2 separate regions of the Zea mays genome follow, and region 1 is linked to region 2. The links are chromatin contacts, called in public Hi-C maps. All regions are on one chromosome and are shown on one strand. Each heading gives the region's core, a stretch centred on a gene start, on an enhancer-like site or on the middle of the called end of the contact. The rest is flanking DNA. Distances are from core to core; before and after follow the strand shown.

Region 1 (5,565 bases), core at 347-2,846, 180 kb before region 2:
GGGGGCAAGATAAATCTGCCAAAGTTAGAAGCCTTTCCTTTACTATAAATCGTAGTAGAGCAAAGAATTGTCAAAAGGTATCCCTCGAGTGACTGAACAATACTTGGTTTCTTATCTTATATAAGGCAACGTTTGTTTTCCTCCAAAATTATATAAGTTAGATTGTGGTAAAAGGATAGGAAGGTAAAATATAACTTTAAGACCACAAATAAGCTAAAATAAGTTAGTATTGCTTATTTGTCATCCCAAAATAATATTTCATGCTGATATACTTCCACCATAAGCTAACTTACATAATCTAGGAGAGAAACAAACACACTTTAAGTATGGATTGTCTTTTAGTTTATTTAAAGAAAAAAAAACAGTATTTAATGCGCTAATCATTCGTCTAAGAAACAGTAAATACTATGAAATGATAAGGACCATATACTGTGCACCGTGGCGGTCCTAATATTTTAGGGGCCCGAGAAGAGGTTTTAAACATAGGCCCTTCAAATTATTTTTAATATATAAATGTTACTAATTAAACACTCAAAATACATCTAAAAATATTTATATCAAATAATAAGTAAATAAAAGGATATATATTATAGTATCATCTTGAAATTTTGTTGTAACACATTTAGATATTCATTATTTTGTTGATAGACTATTGGATCACATGACTAGAATTGGACCCCCTCAGGGCCACCACTGACTGTGCATATAAAGTAAGTACTGATGCACATATACCATCCTCAGACCTCAGTGCACGATTGTTTTAAATAAAACATTTCTATATCTGGCTGTTTCGTTCTGCCCTGGTATCAAACACCGTTAGAACCGATTTTAAAGGCCAGAGTTCTATATGTGCATATGTACAGTAGCAATTCATGTGAAAGGATATCATGCGAGAACGATAGGAAGACTAATTTTACGCATTTTTCGTACTCCTGAAAAAAAACGGGGAAACTGGAAACACAAAGACAGCGAGAGGGAGAGAGAGAGAGAGAGAGCAAAACACGTTGCAAATCCCCTATGGAAACAAAAAAAAATGAGGAGACTGAGAAGAAAAAAAAAGGTACAGAGCTATCCCAGCACCTCATCGTCAACATCCGTGTCGCGCTCGCAGAAAACGTTGGTCGTGTGCCTCCTCTCCCTGAGCACCCTGTCCCCGACCGCCACCCCAGCCATCGCCGGCGGCGGAAAGGATCTGTCGGCGCTCCGCGGCCTGCCCCTCCCGCGCCCCTTCGCCGCGCCTTTTCGCCGCCCTCTACTCCCGCGATTCGTCACCCCGCCATCGCCCGAGGTCCCCTCTAGGTCCTCCGGGATGGCCATGGGCAGCGCGAGGGGAGAGAAACGACTGGAGAAATGGATAGGAGGAGACACAACCGGCGATGGAGACGAGGACGTCTTCCATTTTATTTCCTTCCTAACCGGTTTGGGCGCGGGCACGGCGACCGAGGCGTCTCGGTGAGATCCTAGCCGTCCGTGCGGTGACAGGAGCATCCTGTGCGGCCGCAGGGCGCCCCAGCTTTCGAATTTTGAGGTTGGGGGAGACGGCCAGTGGAGGGAACCGGGAAAAGGGAAAAAAGAGCGCGGAGACGAATCCTGCGTGCGCCGCGCCGTGGTTTGCGTTTCCAGCCTATAGATGTGCGCCTTCATCATTCATGTTTGGATACAATAGGCACGTTTGCGACCTTGGTCCGATGGTCTGGCTGTGCTCGCGGATGCAACGCATGTGTTTGTGTGGCCTAACTTGCTTTGAAGCTTGGTTCTGCACGTGTAAAAGTGACTCTTTAGTCTGGCTCCTAGGAAACGAAGGCAGGCTCCGTTTTTTTGAGCTCGGTTGCTCGTGTCGCAAACTAGCTGCTCGTGGCCCGAACCAGCTGCTCGTGGCTGCTCCCAAGAAACAAAAGTGGCTCTTAACATGGCTGCCTACGTGTAGCAAACATCGGCTCACTTGAGTCAGGCTTATTTGGTACAAGTGCACAAACAAGATATGTTGTAGCAGTTGAGATCGGCTAACTTCAGCCTGGACCACATGAGCGGGCTGAGCCGGCCAGATACGCGTCGCAAACACGCCCAATATTTCTCGAAATCATGATTTTACAATACAATACTATATTTTGTAATTTTCATAATAATATCCTAGTTTTGATCAGCTCTAAAAATACTGTAATTTTAAGGAAACATTTTTTAGATACAACATTATAAAGCATAGTATTAAGTAAAAGCTAGCCATAAGTTTCTAGTACTTCAAAAATACTATGGTATCTATAATATTGTGGTTTTAAAAAACAAAGTTTTCAATAATACAACCAAACACTTTAGGCCCTGTTTGGGAACACTTTTTTCATATGTTGTAATATACTTTAGTCATGATACTACTGCAGTTTACAATACTTCTGTTTTCGAATACTACAGCATCCAATACTTCAAGGTGTTTGGGAAAAACATTGGTTGATACCAATCGAGCAGAGCGGGACCAAGTGTCGACGCTCTCTTTACGGAGAAAAACATTGGTTGAGAGTTGAGACCAAAGTTTCCAAAACTCTAAAGCAAATGCAGTATTAACAATATTACAGTTTAGTATATATAGATATTTTAGATGAATTCTCAAATACCTCAAAGTATATAATACTATATTATTGCTCAATACTTAAGTATTGCTTCAATACTATAGAAAAACTTTGTTCTCAAACACCCCTTATAGCATAAAAATACTATGGTTTACTGAAAAACATGGTGTTCTTTATAAACTAAAAAAAATTATTTTACTTTTAAACATGCCCTCAGCCTATTGTCTTCAATGGTTGCTTCTTCACGCCTCCCTCTCCTTAGGTTGTTTGCACTCGGATACTTTATCACCTGTACGCTATCATGCAGCAGGAGCACAAAAACGCTATATACAATGTGATAGTTGCCTAGAGGGGGGTGAATAGGGCGAAACTGAAATTTACAAAATTAATCACAACTACAAGCCGGGTTAGCGTTAGAAATAATAACGAGTCCGAGAGAGAGGGCGCAAAACAAATCGCAAGCAAATGAAGAGTGTGACACGCGGATTTGTTTTACCGAGGTTCGATTCTCGCAAAACTACTCCCCGTTGAGGAGGCCACAAAGGCCGGGTTTCTTTCAACCCTTACCCTCTCTCAAACGGTCCCTCGGACCGAGCGAGCTTCTCTTCTCAAATCAAAACCGGGAACAAAACTTTCCCGCAAGGGCCACCACACAATTGGTGCCTCTTGCCTTGATTACAATGGAGTTTTGATCACAAGAATAAGTGAGAAAGAAAAGAAGCAATCCAAGCGCAAGAGCTCAAAAGAACACGACAAATCTCTCTCGCTAATCACTAAAGCCTTGAGTGGAATTGGAGAGGATTTGATCTCTTTGGTGTGTCTAGAATTGAATGTCTAGCTCTTGTAAGTGGTTGAAAAGTGGAAAACTTGGATGCAATGAATGGTGGGTGGTTGGGGGTATTTATAGCCCCAACCACCAAACTAGCCGTTTGGTGGGGCTGACTGTCGTATGGTGCACCGGACAGTCCGGTGCGCCAGCCACGTCACCAAAGCCGTTGGGTTCCGACCGTTGGAGCTCTGACTTCTGGGCCTGCCTGGATGTCCGGTGGCGCACCGGACATGTACTGTAGAGTGTCCGGTGCGCCAGTATGGGCGTGTCTGACGTCTGCGAGTACTGGCGCGTATTAATTGCTGTTGCAGGCGACCGTTGGCGCGAAGTAGCCGTTGCTTCGATGTCACACTGGACAGTCCAGTGTACACCGGACAGTCCAGTGTACACCGGACATGTCCGGTGAATTATAGCGGAGCAGCGGTTGCGAATTCCCGAGGCTGCCAAGTTCTAGAGCCGCGTCCTCTTGGAGCACCGGACACTGTCCGGTGTACACCGGACAGTCCGGTGAATTATAGCGTGCCGGCTCTAAAAATTCTCGAGGCTGAGGAGTTCAGCGCGAGGTCCCCTGGTGCACCGGACACTGTCCGGTGCGCCAGACCAGTGAGCCTTTCGGGATGCCTTTAGCTCTCTATTTTGAACCCAATATTGGTCTTTTTAATTGGCTTGTTGTGAACCTTTGGCACCTGTAAAACTTATACACTAGAGCAAACTAGTTAGTCCAATTATTTGTGTTGGGCAATTCAACCACCAAAATTATTTAGGAACTAGGTGTAAGTCTAATTCCCTTTCAATCTCCCTCTTTTTGGTGATTGATGCCAACACAAACCAAAGCAAATATACAAGTGCATAATTGAACTAGTTTGCATAATGTAAGTGCAAAGATTGCTTGGAATTGAGCCAATATAAATACTTACAAGATGTGCATGGATTGTTTCTTCATTTTTAATATTTTGGACCACGCTTGCATCACAGATTTTGTTTTAGCAAATTCTTTTGTAAATCCTTTTCAAAGTTCTTTTGCAAATAGTCAAAGGTAAATGAATAAGATTTTTACGAAGCATTTTCAAGATTTGAAATTTTCTCCCCCTGTTTCAAATGCTTTTCCTTTGACTAAACAAAACTCCCCCTAAATGAGATCCTCCTCTTAGTGTTCAAGAGGGTTTTGATATATCATTTTTGAAATACTACTTTCTCCCCCTTTTTAACACAATAAGATACCAATTTGAAATTTACCAATTGAAAATCTCCAATTTTAAAATAGGTGGTGGTGCGGTCCTTTTGCTTTGGGCTCATACTCTCTCCCCCTTTGGCATGAATCGCCAAAAACGGAATCATTAGAGCCCTTAGAATTATTCTCTCCCCCTTTGGTCAGAAATAAATGAGTGAAGATTATACCAAGGGCGGAGTCCTTTTGCTTTTGACTCTCCCCCAAAAGATGGAGAGATGCGCGGAGCGACGGCGAAGGATGAGTTGCGGAGTGGAAGCCTTTGTCTTCGCCGAAGACTCCAATTTCCTTTCAATACACCTATGACTTGGTTTGAAATATACTTGAAAACACATTAGTCATAGCATATAAAAGAGTCATGATCAAAGGTATATAAATTAGCTATGTGTGCAAATTAGCAAAAGAAGTTCCTAGAATCAAGAATATTTAGCTCATGCCTAAGTTTGTTAAAAGATTGTTCATCAAGTGGCTTGGTAAAGATATCGGCTAATTGATCTTTAGTATTAATGCAAGAAATCTCGATATCTCCTTTTTGTTGGTGATCCCTTAAAAAGTGATACCGAATGGCTATGTGTTTAGTGCGGCTATGCTCGACGGGATTATCCGCCATTTTGATTGCACTCTCATTATCACATAGAAGAGGAACTTTGGTTAATTTGTAACCATAGTCCCGCAGGGTTTGCCTCATCCAAAGCAATTGCGCGCAACAATGGCCTGTGGCAATGTACTCGGCTTCGGCGGTAGAAAGAGCGACCGAATTTTGCTTCTTTGAAGCCCAAGACACCAAGGACCTTCCCAAGAACTGGCAAGTCCCCGATGTGCTCTTTCTATTAATCTTACACCCCGCCTAGTCGGCATCCGAATAACCAATCAAATCAAATGTGGATCCGCGAGGGTACCAAAGCCCAAACTTAGGAGTATAAGCCAAATATCTCAAGATTCGTTTT
Region 2 (5,564 bases), core at 2,939-5,438:
TGTCCACCTCTTGTGCCATATGCAACATGATGTATGATGCTTATGCTATGCGAAATGATGTGATGATGTTATGTTATGTGAGGTGATGTTTATTCCGAAGATGCACACGCATCCCTGCAATAAAACACAATCTTTTATAAGCCTCCCTTAGGAGCTTCTTCGCCTTTTACTTCAGCGGAATCAGCGTTTATTTTTCGCTGTAAGCCTCCCTTAGGAGCTTCTTCGCCTTTTACTTTCAGCGGTATTCGCGTTGACTTTTCGCGCTTCGCCCTTTACTTAGGCGGTATCAGTGTTGACTTTTCGCTGTATGCTCTGCATTCCCTTTGGAACGACTTTGGAGCAGAAAACTTACACTGCGCTCCCTCTGGAGCGGCTTTTTATGACTTCGGCAAACTTACTCTGCGTTCCTTAGAACGACTTTTTGTTGCTTCGAAGAATTTTCGATAATCCGAAGGTCCTCTCTGTTATCATGAATCTTTAAACTTCAACAACTTAGGCCTGTGAAGAAAATATATTTTCCTTGTGGCAGACAACGAAATTATTTACATGAAATCTAAACAATGTCCTTTATTACACAGAAAAGAAGACTGAATAAGAAAGACTGCTATTAAGGTAGGATATTTGTCAATAGATGTGCTTTGACTCTGGCACAGTGCTGTTTACTGTACGAGCTTCGGACTGCTCTCTGAAGTCCCTTTGATGTGGAGCATACTGGCTCCCTTCTGGCTGCTGGCCTTGTTGTAGCGGAGGTGGAGGCGGAGGCTGTTGCCAGGAAGCTTGAGGTTGACTCGCCGAAGCAACAGAAACTGCAGGGTGGTTGCCCACATATTCTGGGATGTAAGGTGAATGATACGAAGCAGTATGCATGACCTGCTTCGGCTGAGCTTGCTGTACTGCGGCTTCAGCTATTTCCTTTTGCTTCTGGATGGTAACATGGCACATCCTGGTGGTATGGCCTTTGTTCTCACCGCAAAACAAGCAAAAGATTCTTCTTGGTTGATCTCTGAATCTTCCGCCGAAGCCCCTGGCGCCTCTACCTCTTGGGGCTGGTGGTCGGAAGGGGCCTTGCTGTTGCCCCGAAGCCTGTGAGGAGCACTGTGGCCTTTGCTGTTGGCTTCCTCGATCATCATTTTGGGTAGAGTTGTGAATTGATCTAACATGCCTTGGATAGAACCTTCCTCCGAAGCCCCTGGTCATTTCAGAAAACCTGAAAGCCTCCTCCCTTCTTTGGCGAAAATCATTATCGGCCCGAATGTACTCGTCCATCTTCTGAAGCAGCTTCTCCAAAGTTTGAGGGGGCTTCCTAGCGAAGTACTGAGCTGACGGTCCTGGCCGAAGCCCCTTGATCATGGCCTCAATGACAATTTCATTGGGCACCGTTGGTGCCTGTGCCCTCAACCGCAAGAACCTTCGGACGTACGCCTGAAGGTATTCTTCGTGATCCTGGGTGCACTGGAATAAAGCTTGAGCAGTGACCGGCTTCGTCTGAAACCCTTGGAAGCTAGTTAACAGCAAGTCCTTCAGCTTCTGCCATGAAGTGATCGTTCCTGGTCGAAGGGAGGAATACCAGGTTTGAGCAACACTCCTGACAGCCATAACAAAAGATTTGGCCATGACTGCAGCATTGCCACCATACGAAGACACTGTTGCTTCGTAGCTCATCAAAAACTGCTTCGGGTCTGAGTGGCCATCGAATACGGGAAGCTGAGGCGGTTTGTAGGACGGGGGCCAAGGTGTAGCCTGCAGCTCAGCGGACAGAGGAGAAGCATCATCGAAAACAAAATTCCCATGATGGAAATTATCATACCAGTCATCTTCATTGAGGAAACCCTCCTGATGAAGGTCTTGGTGCTGAGGCCTTCGGTGCTGCTCATCCTGAGCAAGATGACGAACTTCTTCAGAGGCTTCGTCTATCTGCCTTTGCAGTTCAGCTAACCTGGCCATCTTTTCTTTCTTCCTCTGCACCTGTTGATGGAGCATCTCCATGTCTCTGATTTCTTGATCTATCTCGTCTTCTGGTGGTGTCGGGCTGACAGCCTTCCTTTTCTGGCTTCGGGCCTCCCGAAGAGAGACAGTCTCCTGATTGTGGTCCAGCGGTTGGAGAGCTGCAGTGCCAGTTGCTGAAGCTTTCTTCGGCGCCATAACGAAGGTTTATGATCGCCGAAGGTGTTCAAAAAACTCAGAGTGTGGAAGCGAGTTCACCGGAGGTGGGCGCCAATGTTGAGGACTTGTTCTCAAATGCTATGAGTCAAGAACAAGGCAACATAGAAAATGTTAATCGGTAAAGCCCTTCGTCCTTCGAAGCATTATTCCCCTTAGGATATAATGGTTTTCGGACGAAGGTTATGAAGGGCGTACCTTCATAAATACATTATATAATGATGAAGGATGAATTGTAAGGAATATAATGAGCAACATAAACAATTATATATTATTATCATGTGTAAACAGAAATAACGTTGGATTACAATTGTACCTTCAACTTGAAGGAGATGAAAGTACAAGCGTGACGCAAAAGCGAATGCCAAATCAGCCCCCTCAGTACGGGGGTATTGTTCACCTATTTATAGGCACGGGACACAGCCTATACAAAAATTACATTCATGCCCTTTACATTTGATAATAATTCTATAGTAGTCTATCGAGGTCTGAATAGCCTTTTCATCTTTAAGTCGGTTTCATTTTCTGCTGCCACGCCGAAGCTTTCCTGTTCAAATCTTCGGCGCTGTATCGACCTTCGTATTATCCTGGTCTTCTCCTGCCGCGATACCGACTTGAGTCCGAAGGCACCTGCTCACACATTATACTTCCAGAAATATTGTTAAATCCTGTTTTTGAGGACCTTCGTAAGCCGAAGGCCCCCAACACTAAGTCTAGAAACATACCTTGTTCCATGATTTACATCTTGGCACTTATAAACTTAAAACAATGTGTTGGACATCTAATCACCAAAACAATTATAGAAATGACCCAAGGGCACATTTCCCTTTCAGGTTTGTCAAAGGAAGCATCAAGTTTCAAAGGAAAGGTAAAAAAAGAGCTTGTTATCAGTGTGGCAAGATTGTCCACATCATAGTAGACTGTCCAAATAAGAAAGATCAAGAAGGCCAGATGGAGTACAAGAAAGATAAGTACAACAAAGGTGAGAAGAGCAAGGGCCACTACAAGAAGAAGAAATATGGCCAAGCACACATTGGTGAAGAATGGGATTCTGGTGAAGAAAGCTCAAGCTTAGATGAAGAGGGAGTGGCAAGCATTGCCATTCAACGATCTACATCAACACCGTGGCTCTTCACCAACCTCGCCGATGACTTTGAGACTCCTACTTGTCTCATGGCAAAAAGGTATGAGGTACATTTATTTAATGCAAGTAATTTTGTTGGTAGTGATGATGAGCATAGTATGAAAAACAAAATGATAAGTGAATTTGGTTTGAATGGCTATAATATAATTATTAAGTTAATGGAGAAGCTAGAGGAAAGAAAGTCAACTCTTGTGGATCAAGAAGACTTGCCCATCCTTGAAAAGATAATAATGTGTCTTCTTTATCGATCGGGGAACCCCACGCATTCGCTCGACCAACAGTTCGCCTATGTCGAGTCCGGCAGTTCACCGCCTCGTGCTCAGCCTAGGGCTGGAGGTCGACGAAGGCCGAGAGACCCGCACGATAGGCACCAGATCCAGGTAGGGGTGTGTGTGTGTGTGGGGGGGTCCTAGACAGTGGCCTGGTCGGTGGACAATAGGAGAAGCTTCCAACTGAATCCCGTAAATATCTAGAACTGATGGTGCATATCATCAAATACCACATGTAAAGGGTCCGTTATAGTATTTTCAATAAGATGACTTAAAATAGCGCTATAAAAATTAAAATATTACATCATTTAAAGTGTTTAAGGTATTAAAAACAAATTGTGCTCCAACAATCAAGCTCTAAATAATGTATTTTAGGTAATGAATTATATTATTAGGAAAGAAAATACTAAGGATGATATAGAAAATAAGAATAGAGCACTAATTTAGAGTGTAGTATATTTAGATCACTTTATGGTGTGTGTATATAGTTTTCCTATAAACATTATAAAATAGAGCTTTTATGAGTTAAAGCCCATAATTCAAAATAAGTCATTCTTCGAGCTCTTAACAAAATTTGCTGAACTCTTTCGACCTTAGGCCAAGGCTCAGGCTCCCAGCAACAATCCGCGTTACCAGAGTCACAGACGGAGGTGAGCGTCCGACGCGCGCCGGCGGCGCTTCCAGAGTCTCTGCGCCGCGCCCTCCTCTGACTTCACCCGTGCCTTCGGTGGCCCTGCGTCATCTCCCTCGTCCTCCTCCCAGTCATGCCCCTCCCTCACCGAGTGGGAGGCGACAGATCCGAGTTCTAGTTCGTGCGGCACCGTGCGAGTAGCGCGGCCCCGGTGCTTCCACGCGTGGAAGGAACGCGGGCTCCGATGGCCTGACGCGCGGGGGCGAGGTGCTGGCAACTCCGGCGGCGCGGTGTGGAAGGCGAGCTCGTCTCCGGGCAGAGGTCACCGAAAGGCTGAGCGTGCAGGAGGGCAGTAATCTGCAGCGGCCTGCAGAGCTCTTATCTCGACACAACCCACCCCGCCTGACGGGATAGAATCGGTGGGATAAGAGGTCCGAATCCCTCCCTCCCCATGACCCTAGCAGCGGATGAGCTTTCCATCCCTCCGCATTTCCATATCCCACCCCTCATATGATCATACCCCGTTGTCCAAACCAAACGGCACATAAGTTTGGTTGCAAATTCTTTCCATCGCTGTTTCTGATTTAATTAATTTGATCAACCGTAGGACCGATATCCTTTGCTTGTCTGCAAAATTTAAGTACACAAGTGCAAATCAGCTGGATTTGGAGGTAAAGACGGGAACCAAAGAGCTGGTGGATTAGAGAGGTGTGGGGAGATGTACCGTGGGGGCCTTGACCGCTTCAAGAAGGCACAGACATTGGAGCCCTTCTCAGTCAAGTCTGAGTCAGGCACCAAGAAGGCACCTGCAGCTGCAGGAACAGCTAAAGCACCACCGGCTCCGTTGACACTGCCACAGAATTCTAATTTTGTGCTGGGTCAGAATAACCAAAGTCTGCAAGGTACCAACACAAGGGTGGCTGGGCAAGATGGTGTTGCCCCAGGGCATGTTGGGACACAGGCCGGTGGAGGGCAATCGACGTGGCAACCTCCAGACTGGGCGATTGAGCCACGCCCGGGGATCTACTATCTTGACGTGGTGAAAGATGGGGAGGTCATTGACAGGATCAATCTGGACAACAGGAGGCATCTATTCGGGAGGCAGGTTCCTGCTTGTGACTTTGTGTTGGACCATCAGTCTGTATCGCGTCAGCATGCTGCCGTTGTTCCACACAGGAATGGAAGGTTAGAATCCTCATGTCTGATCACTTTCAATTCTATTCAATGTTCTTATGTATCTCATGGTTAGTAAGGCTTATATTTCTTTAGACTTTATTTTTTCCCTTAATGTCAAATTCGAGCATCTAATGAGCACCACCAGGCCAATAGATGTGCCTGCTTTTTATAGTTTGACGTGTTC

Evidence for each region. A called contact is a pair of places that touch in the nucleus more often than the background predicts.
Region 1: a contact with region 2 is called in a Hi-C map of ear, with 1.9 times the contacts expected there. The contact joins the promoter of LOC103643664 here to the promoter of LOC100279282 in region 2. A contact is called at or near these places in 3 of 25 Hi-C or Micro-C datasets (ear, leaf and tassel).

What each region holds. Positions count from the first base shown.
Region 1 is chr1:254,496,760-254,502,324 of Zm-B73-REFERENCE-NAM-5.0, reverse strand. LOC103643664 (Transcription factor jumonji (jmjC) domain-containing protein) reads right to left here and starts at 1,596. Exons shown (of 15, transcript XM_035964302.1): 1 at 1,081-1,596. The coding sequence starts at 1,488.
Region 2 is chr1:254,318,328-254,323,891 of Zm-B73-REFERENCE-NAM-5.0, reverse strand. It overlaps LOC100279282, which reads left to right and starts at 4,188. Exons shown (of 3, transcript NM_001152303.1): 1 at 4,188-4,635; 2 at 4,812-5,389. The coding sequence starts at 4,923. It also overlaps the pseudogene LOC118476155.